2 separate regions of the Sus scrofa genome follow, and region 1 is linked to region 2. Evidence: chromatin contacts called from public Hi-C data. All regions are on one chromosome and are shown on one strand. The core of a region is the stretch at or near the end of the contact, and the rest is flanking DNA. Distances in the headings are between cores, read along the strand shown. Region 1 holds the start of MEIOB (meiosis-specific with OB domain-containing protein). Region 2 holds the start of NDUFB10 (NADH dehydrogenase [ubiquinone] 1 beta subcomplex subunit 10).

The links. Hi-C and Micro-C count contacts between places; a contact is called where the count stands out from the background.
Region 1: a Hi-C map of embryonic fibroblasts shows a contact between it and region 2, with 3 times the contacts expected there. The contact joins the promoter of MEIOB here to the promoter of NDUFB10 in region 2. A contact is called at or near these places in 4 of 5 promoter capture datasets (fetal liver, liver and skeletal muscle), 9 of 47 Hi-C or Micro-C datasets (adipose tissue, blood, embryonic fibroblasts and 3 more) and 2 of 2 datasets of contacts at active chromatin or transcription factors (alveolar macrophages and skeletal muscle).

The regions. Positions count from the first base shown.
Region 1 is chr3:40,091,146-40,094,150 of Sscrofa11.1, reverse strand. It overlaps MEIOB (meiosis-specific with OB domain-containing protein), which reads right to left and starts at 1,462. Exons shown (of 15, transcript XM_021086801.1): 1 at 1,316-1,462; 2 at 762-861. The coding sequence starts at 852.
Region 2 is chr3:40,004,400-40,007,308 of Sscrofa11.1, reverse strand. NDUFB10 (NADH dehydrogenase [ubiquinone] 1 beta subcomplex subunit 10) reads left to right here and starts at 1,659. Exons shown (of 4, transcript XM_021086798.1): 1 at 1,659-1,930. The coding sequence starts at 1,783. RPL3L (60S ribosomal protein L3-like) reads right to left here and starts at 2,402. Exons shown (of 9, transcript XM_021086793.1): 1 at 2,071-2,402. The coding sequence starts at 2,121.

The sequences.
Region 1 (3,005 bases), core at 213-2,712, 87 kb before region 2:
TTCTACAGACCTGTGCTGGGGCTGCAACAAAGAAGTACTCTTTATGCAGTCATTGCTGTACATGGAATTTCCCCCAAACTTCCATCACAAACCAAAGCTTTTTTTTTTTTTTTTTCCTTTTTGGCTGCGCCCACAGCATGTGAAAGTCCCCAGGCCAGAGACTAAACCTGAGCAGTGACAATCCCAGATCCTTCACTCCCTGAGCCACAGGAGAATGCCACACTCAGACAAAATTGGTCATTTTCTCCCTTAGAGGGGAACAGTTGGTCAATTATCTTTATAAATCCATTTCAGAAGGGTAGTTCTTCGTTTATGGCTTCAGTGGGAACTTGGCAAGTTTTCTGCATTTTGAAATTCTAGCTGACTTCCAAACACTCTGGGGTTGTCCATAAGAAAACTGGCCCACGGGCCATCACACTGGACATCTCCCCGGCATGGAGACAGACAGACAGACAGAGAGACAGAAAGATGCATATTTTGCATTCAGATACCATTTCCCATAGTTTGTAACTTCCTGCCCGTCTCACACGGTTGCGCCTTAGGGATGAGACGTCGGGCACCGGGCAAACAGGAACTGCACACCCCGCGTGAAATGCGACTCTCCCCGCTCACCCCGTCTTTTAAAATGATTCCAACTCCGTGACATTCTGCGGAAGGCAAATCTCTAAGGACGGTACACAGCCCAGCTGCCAAGGGGGGAGAGGGGAGGTGGGCTGGGCCCGGGTCGGGGGTTTGCTCCGAAGGCTCCTGGAAGCGCCTACCCGTGTCCCTGCGCGTCTGTCCGCCCACAGAACGTCCAGCACCAGCCTCGGCCCCCGCGGAAGCTAAGAGCAGTCTCCGGCCCGGATTCATGTTGAGTCCCTGCAGGACGAGGGTACATTCCGCATGGATCACACCTGCGCGTCTACACCGGCGTCCACACCCCCCAGAGCTGTCCGTGTCCCCACGGGACTCCGCCCCCGGATTCGAACTGGAAGCGGCCGTTGTCGGCCCACTTCGCACCTGGGCGTGTCCACGCACCCCAACCCGCCGGCGGCCCCCCGCTTCCGGAGACCCCGGCGGCCCCAGCGAGCTCCGGACCGGCGGCCGGGATGCGGGCGGGCCTCGCCTCAGCCACTACCCGCCGAGCCCGCGGGCAGCCGGGAGGGAAGGCCGCCCCCGCCACGGAAGCCCCGGCCCAGAGGCCCGCCCTGGGGAGGGACGAGAGCCCGCTGCCCGCCGCTCCCCGACTTCACGTCAAGCGCCCTCGCGGGCAGCTCCCCGGAGCGCCGTCCCAACTCAGACGCTCCTCGCGCCCCGAGAGCGGCCCGCTTACACAGGCTCCACCCGCCTGCCCGCCTGAGTTCGGCTGTTTCTCCACAGAACGCGCGGCCCACAGCCAGAGGAGACCACCGCCCAGTGAGGCCCACCGAGCGACCGTTAGCGCAGGCCGCGCCCCCGCCCCGCCTCCACCCCCACCCTGACTCTGTCCCGCCCCCTGACCTCCGACTCCACCCATGGTCTGACTGCCCCGCCCCCTAATCTCCGGCTCCACCCACGGCCTCTGTCCCGCCCCTGACCTCCGACTCCACCCACAGCTTGACTGCCCCCACCCCTCGACCTGCGACTCCACCCACGCCGACTCTGCCCCGCCCCCAAACCTCTGACTCCACCCACGGCCTGACTGCCCACTCCTAGACCCCACTCCATCCTAGCCCCGAGTCTGTCCCGCCCCCAACCTCTGGCTCCACCCACCCCCTTACTCTGTCCCGGTCCCTGACCTCCGACTCCACCCACGGCCTGCTGCTCCACCCCTCGACCCTTGGCTCCACCCACGCCGACTCTGTCCCGCCCCCGACCTCCGACCCTACCCACTCCCTGACTCTGTGCCCCCCTTCGACTCCACCCACTCCCGCCCTACGTTCCGCCCCCGCGCCCTGATTCCGACTTGGGCCCTGCCCCGTTCCTTCCAGTCCCTCTCAAGTCCAGGTCTTGAGGAGCGTGGCTTTGGGGAGACTGGGGGCGAGCTGGTCCTTCAGACTCGAGGGCCGTCCGGGGTGGGAGTCCGGGGTGCTAAGACCCGGGCGCCAAGCAAGATGCTTGGGATCTTTTCCGCTGAAACACGGCAGAAATGCAGCGGAAAGTGCAGCAGCTGAATACACACACAGACGAGAAACCGGGGAAATCTGAAAAAGACTGGGTGTGTCTGCCTCAGTAACTTGATTGTGATCTCGGAAGAAGTTCTGACTGGGGAAAAGTGGATCAGGTGTAGTAGCCTCTCTGTACTTTTTTTTATACAGCATCTGATGCTGTATCTCAATTGAAAGAAGAGTGCGTGGGACAAGGGAGACTGCGGAGTTCTCTCATGGCTAAGCGGGAGGATCCGGCGTTGTCACTGGTTGCTGCTCTGGCGCGGGTTTGATCCCTGGGCTGGGAAATTCCACATGCCACAGGTGCTGCTAAAATAATGCAAAAATTAAAAAGCTTTGAAAAAAGGGTTCATGATTGCTGATGAGGCTTTTAGAAGGGGAGCTGATTAGACGTTTAGAAGGGGAGTGGTGCTGGATGCAGACCCTCGTGGGTCATCTCTTGGGGAGTGTGAAGTAGGCCAGGTTGCTCGATCCATAATGCTATTTTCCCGATGTTTATATCATTTCCCGCACAGAGATATACGCTGTGTGTATAATTTGATGTGCTAAATATTGGACTTAGGTAAACCTGACAAAACACTTGCCAGCGTTTTAATTACTACCATCTGCAAATCTTTTTAATCTAATGACTTACAATTTTTGTTCATAATAGTACTAATCAGGGGCAAATAAGATCCCAAAACTAAATTCTTTAAATTTGTTACCAACTGGAGTTCCCCTCGTGGCGCAGCAGAAAGGAATCCGAGTAGGAATCATGAGGTTGCGGGTTCAATCCCTGGCTTTGCTCAGTGGGTTAAGGATCCAGCGCTGCCGTGAGCTGTAGTGTAGGTTGAAGATGCGGCTCTGATCTGGCGTGGCTGGGGCTCTGGCGTCGAC
Region 2 (2,909 bases), core at 410-2,909:
TCGGCTTGGATCCTGTGTTGCTGTGGCTCTGGCATAGGCCGGCGGCTACAGCTCCCATTTGACTCCTGAGTCCTGGCCTGGGAACCTCCATATGCTGCGGGTGCGGCCCTAAAAAGACAAAAAAAAAAAAAAAAAAAAAAAAAAGAATAGTTGATTTACAATGTTGTGTCCATCTCTCCTGTTCAGCAAAGACATGTAGACACTTATATGAGCTTAAACTTTTTATTTATTTATTTATTTATTTGTCTTTTCAGGGCCACACTCGTGGCGTATGGAAGTTCCCAGGCTAGGAGTCCAATCGGAGCCGTAGCCGCAGCAACACCAGATCCAAGCTGCAGATTCCTTTCCACTGACCCAGAGACGGGAACTCCTTCGTTTGCCTTCTGTTTCTGCTGCATGAGCTCCAAGTCTGTCCACTGTTGGGTGGCAGCAGAAAGCCATCATCTTGGCGCTGTCCCTTAACTGAGTACCGTATTCTGCTTTCTCATATTCTTCTGGTTACTGTGGGTCTCAGCAAAGACTCAGCCTTCCCTTGCTGGGTCCCCAGTTCAGTTGGATGCTACAGGCCAGTGCTGATTCGTTGAGCCTGACAGTTTCTAAGAGTTCATGATGAGAAGATTTGAGATTTCTGTGATTCTGGAAAGCTGATGACTTCATGTCCATGACCCCAGACTCTGGGCAGGAAATAAGCAGCACCCATCCTCCCTGGTGCTAGCCAGGAACTGTGTCAGGTGTGGAGATCCCAGAGGGTAGCCAGCAGGGCCCTGGTTAGGGGGCTCCCTCAGGGGCACAACAATACTCAGGGGCAGGATGGAACCATCAGAACCCAAACAGCGTGCCCTGCACCCAGGGTAGGAGTCACTTCTCCTGGTTGGGGGAGAAGGGGTGTGGGGAGGGCAAGCCCTGCCTCCTGTGCTGCCCCAAACAGCATCCCCCGCCCAAGCTCACTGGCATTAGCCAGTCCATGAGGGGCCGTGGCAGACACAGTGAAGCCCAGAGAGGGCTGTAGGGAATGGATAATCCAGGAAGGCTTCCTGGAAGAGCAGGGCGTTTGGTAGTTTGTATGATTTGTTTGCTCTTCTGGCCTGAGTTCTCCAGGAGAGCCTAGCTGTGTTCGCCAACCTGCTGCACTTGGCATGTGTCTGCCTGCCATCGAAACTGAATGGGGAGTTCCCGTCGTGGCTCAGTGGTTGACGAATCCGACTAGGAACCGTGAGGTTGCGGGTTCGATCCCTGGCCTTGCTCAGTGGGTTAAGGATCCTGCGTTGCCGTGAGCTGTGGTGTAGGTCACAGACAGGCTCAGATCCCACGTTGCTGTGGCTCTGGCATAGGCCGGCAGCTGTAGCTCCGACTGGGAACCTCCATATGCGCGGGAGCGGCCCAAGAAATGGCAAAAAGACAAAAAAAAAAAAAAAAAATTGAATGGTTCCCTTATTCCTGCATCTGACATCTGCAGATGCGTCTGCATCAGGGATCTCTCCTTCCTTCACTGCTCTATCCCAAGCGCCGAGACCAGCGTCCAGCACACGATACGCGTTGCCGCATGTGTAGTGGCGCCACAGTCCCACGCGGAGGAGCTCGCGCTTCGAAGCGGTTCCCGAGGCCACCCTCGAGCCCGCTGGGAGAACTACAAGTCCCATAGTGCCTCGCGGGCGTCGACCGTCCGTTCTGCGCAGGCGCGGCCGCCGGCGGTGTCCTCTTGTGCGGGCGAACAAGGCCGCGGGACCAAGGCAGAGGCCAAGGCAACGCATCCGAGAACGGAGGCCGTTGTGCGACGCCGCCATGCCGGACAGCTGGGACAAGGACGTGTACCCTGAGCCCCCGCGCCGCACGCCGGCGCCGGCGCCGCAGACCTCGCTGCCCAACCCTGTCACCTACCTTACGAAGATCTTCGACCTCCTCGTGGACCGGCCCGTGACCCTCGCGAGAGGTACAAGCCCCAGCCGGGTCTCGGCGTTCCCCCCGGCCCCCTACCGCTTCCGGCGTCCCCCGCACCCCGGACGCTGTCACTCAGCCTGGACCCCTCCACTGCACCCCAGGCCTCGCCTTCCGGGTCGCCCAGCCACTCACCCGCCGAGAGCCCTCTGCTCTATGGCCTCTGCCGCCTGGAGAGCGGTTCATGCACCCCTGGTCCCCGGCCTCGCTCGAATATTAGGGGTTGTTTGCGGACCGAAGTCATCTGCGACTCGAGGCTTGATAGATCCCAGTCTCCCCGCACGCTTTGCATCCTGCCCTTTGCACGATGGGCGGTCAGCAGAGGGCTGTTGAGCCGCAGGAGTTCTCTGGTAACCCTTTGCCTGCCTGCAAAACGGCCCAGGTGTTCAATGACGGCCGAGGCCCCCTCCACCTCGATGTGCTATAACTTGTCCTCCGTGTGTGGCCACGCTTGAGAACTCCCCACATCCCCCCATCTCTGGTCCAAATCAGGTGAATGTTTAAAACCGTTCTTGTCTTGTTTATGGTTCAGCCAGCTCTGTGGGGCAGCAGCAAAAGCACGCTCTGCCCTGTCACTGGTGCCAGGCGATTCATCCAAGCATCTAATTAATCAATTCGTTCGTTCAACAACACAACATTTAGGGTGCATGACCTGCTCTAGTGCCTCTGTTTTAGGAGGAAGAACCGGATATCTCCCCTTCCCCCAAGTATGGAGAAGCCAGCCGTGGAAAATTGCTTCCTCTTTTGTGTGGTTTTTAGACAGTTTTCCATGTCTGGGTGGATGCGATCTTACTGGGTCCAACTTGTTAATTTACCTTTGGGGAATCTGAGGCTAGAAAGTCAGCAGTGGCAGAACGGGGACTGGAATTCCTGCTGGTGGCTCCCTGTAAATGAAAGGGACTTGCCCCGCGTAGGGTTGCTGTGGTGACAAGTGAGATCCTGGCTTACAAGAAGCTCTCCATAAAGGATAAACG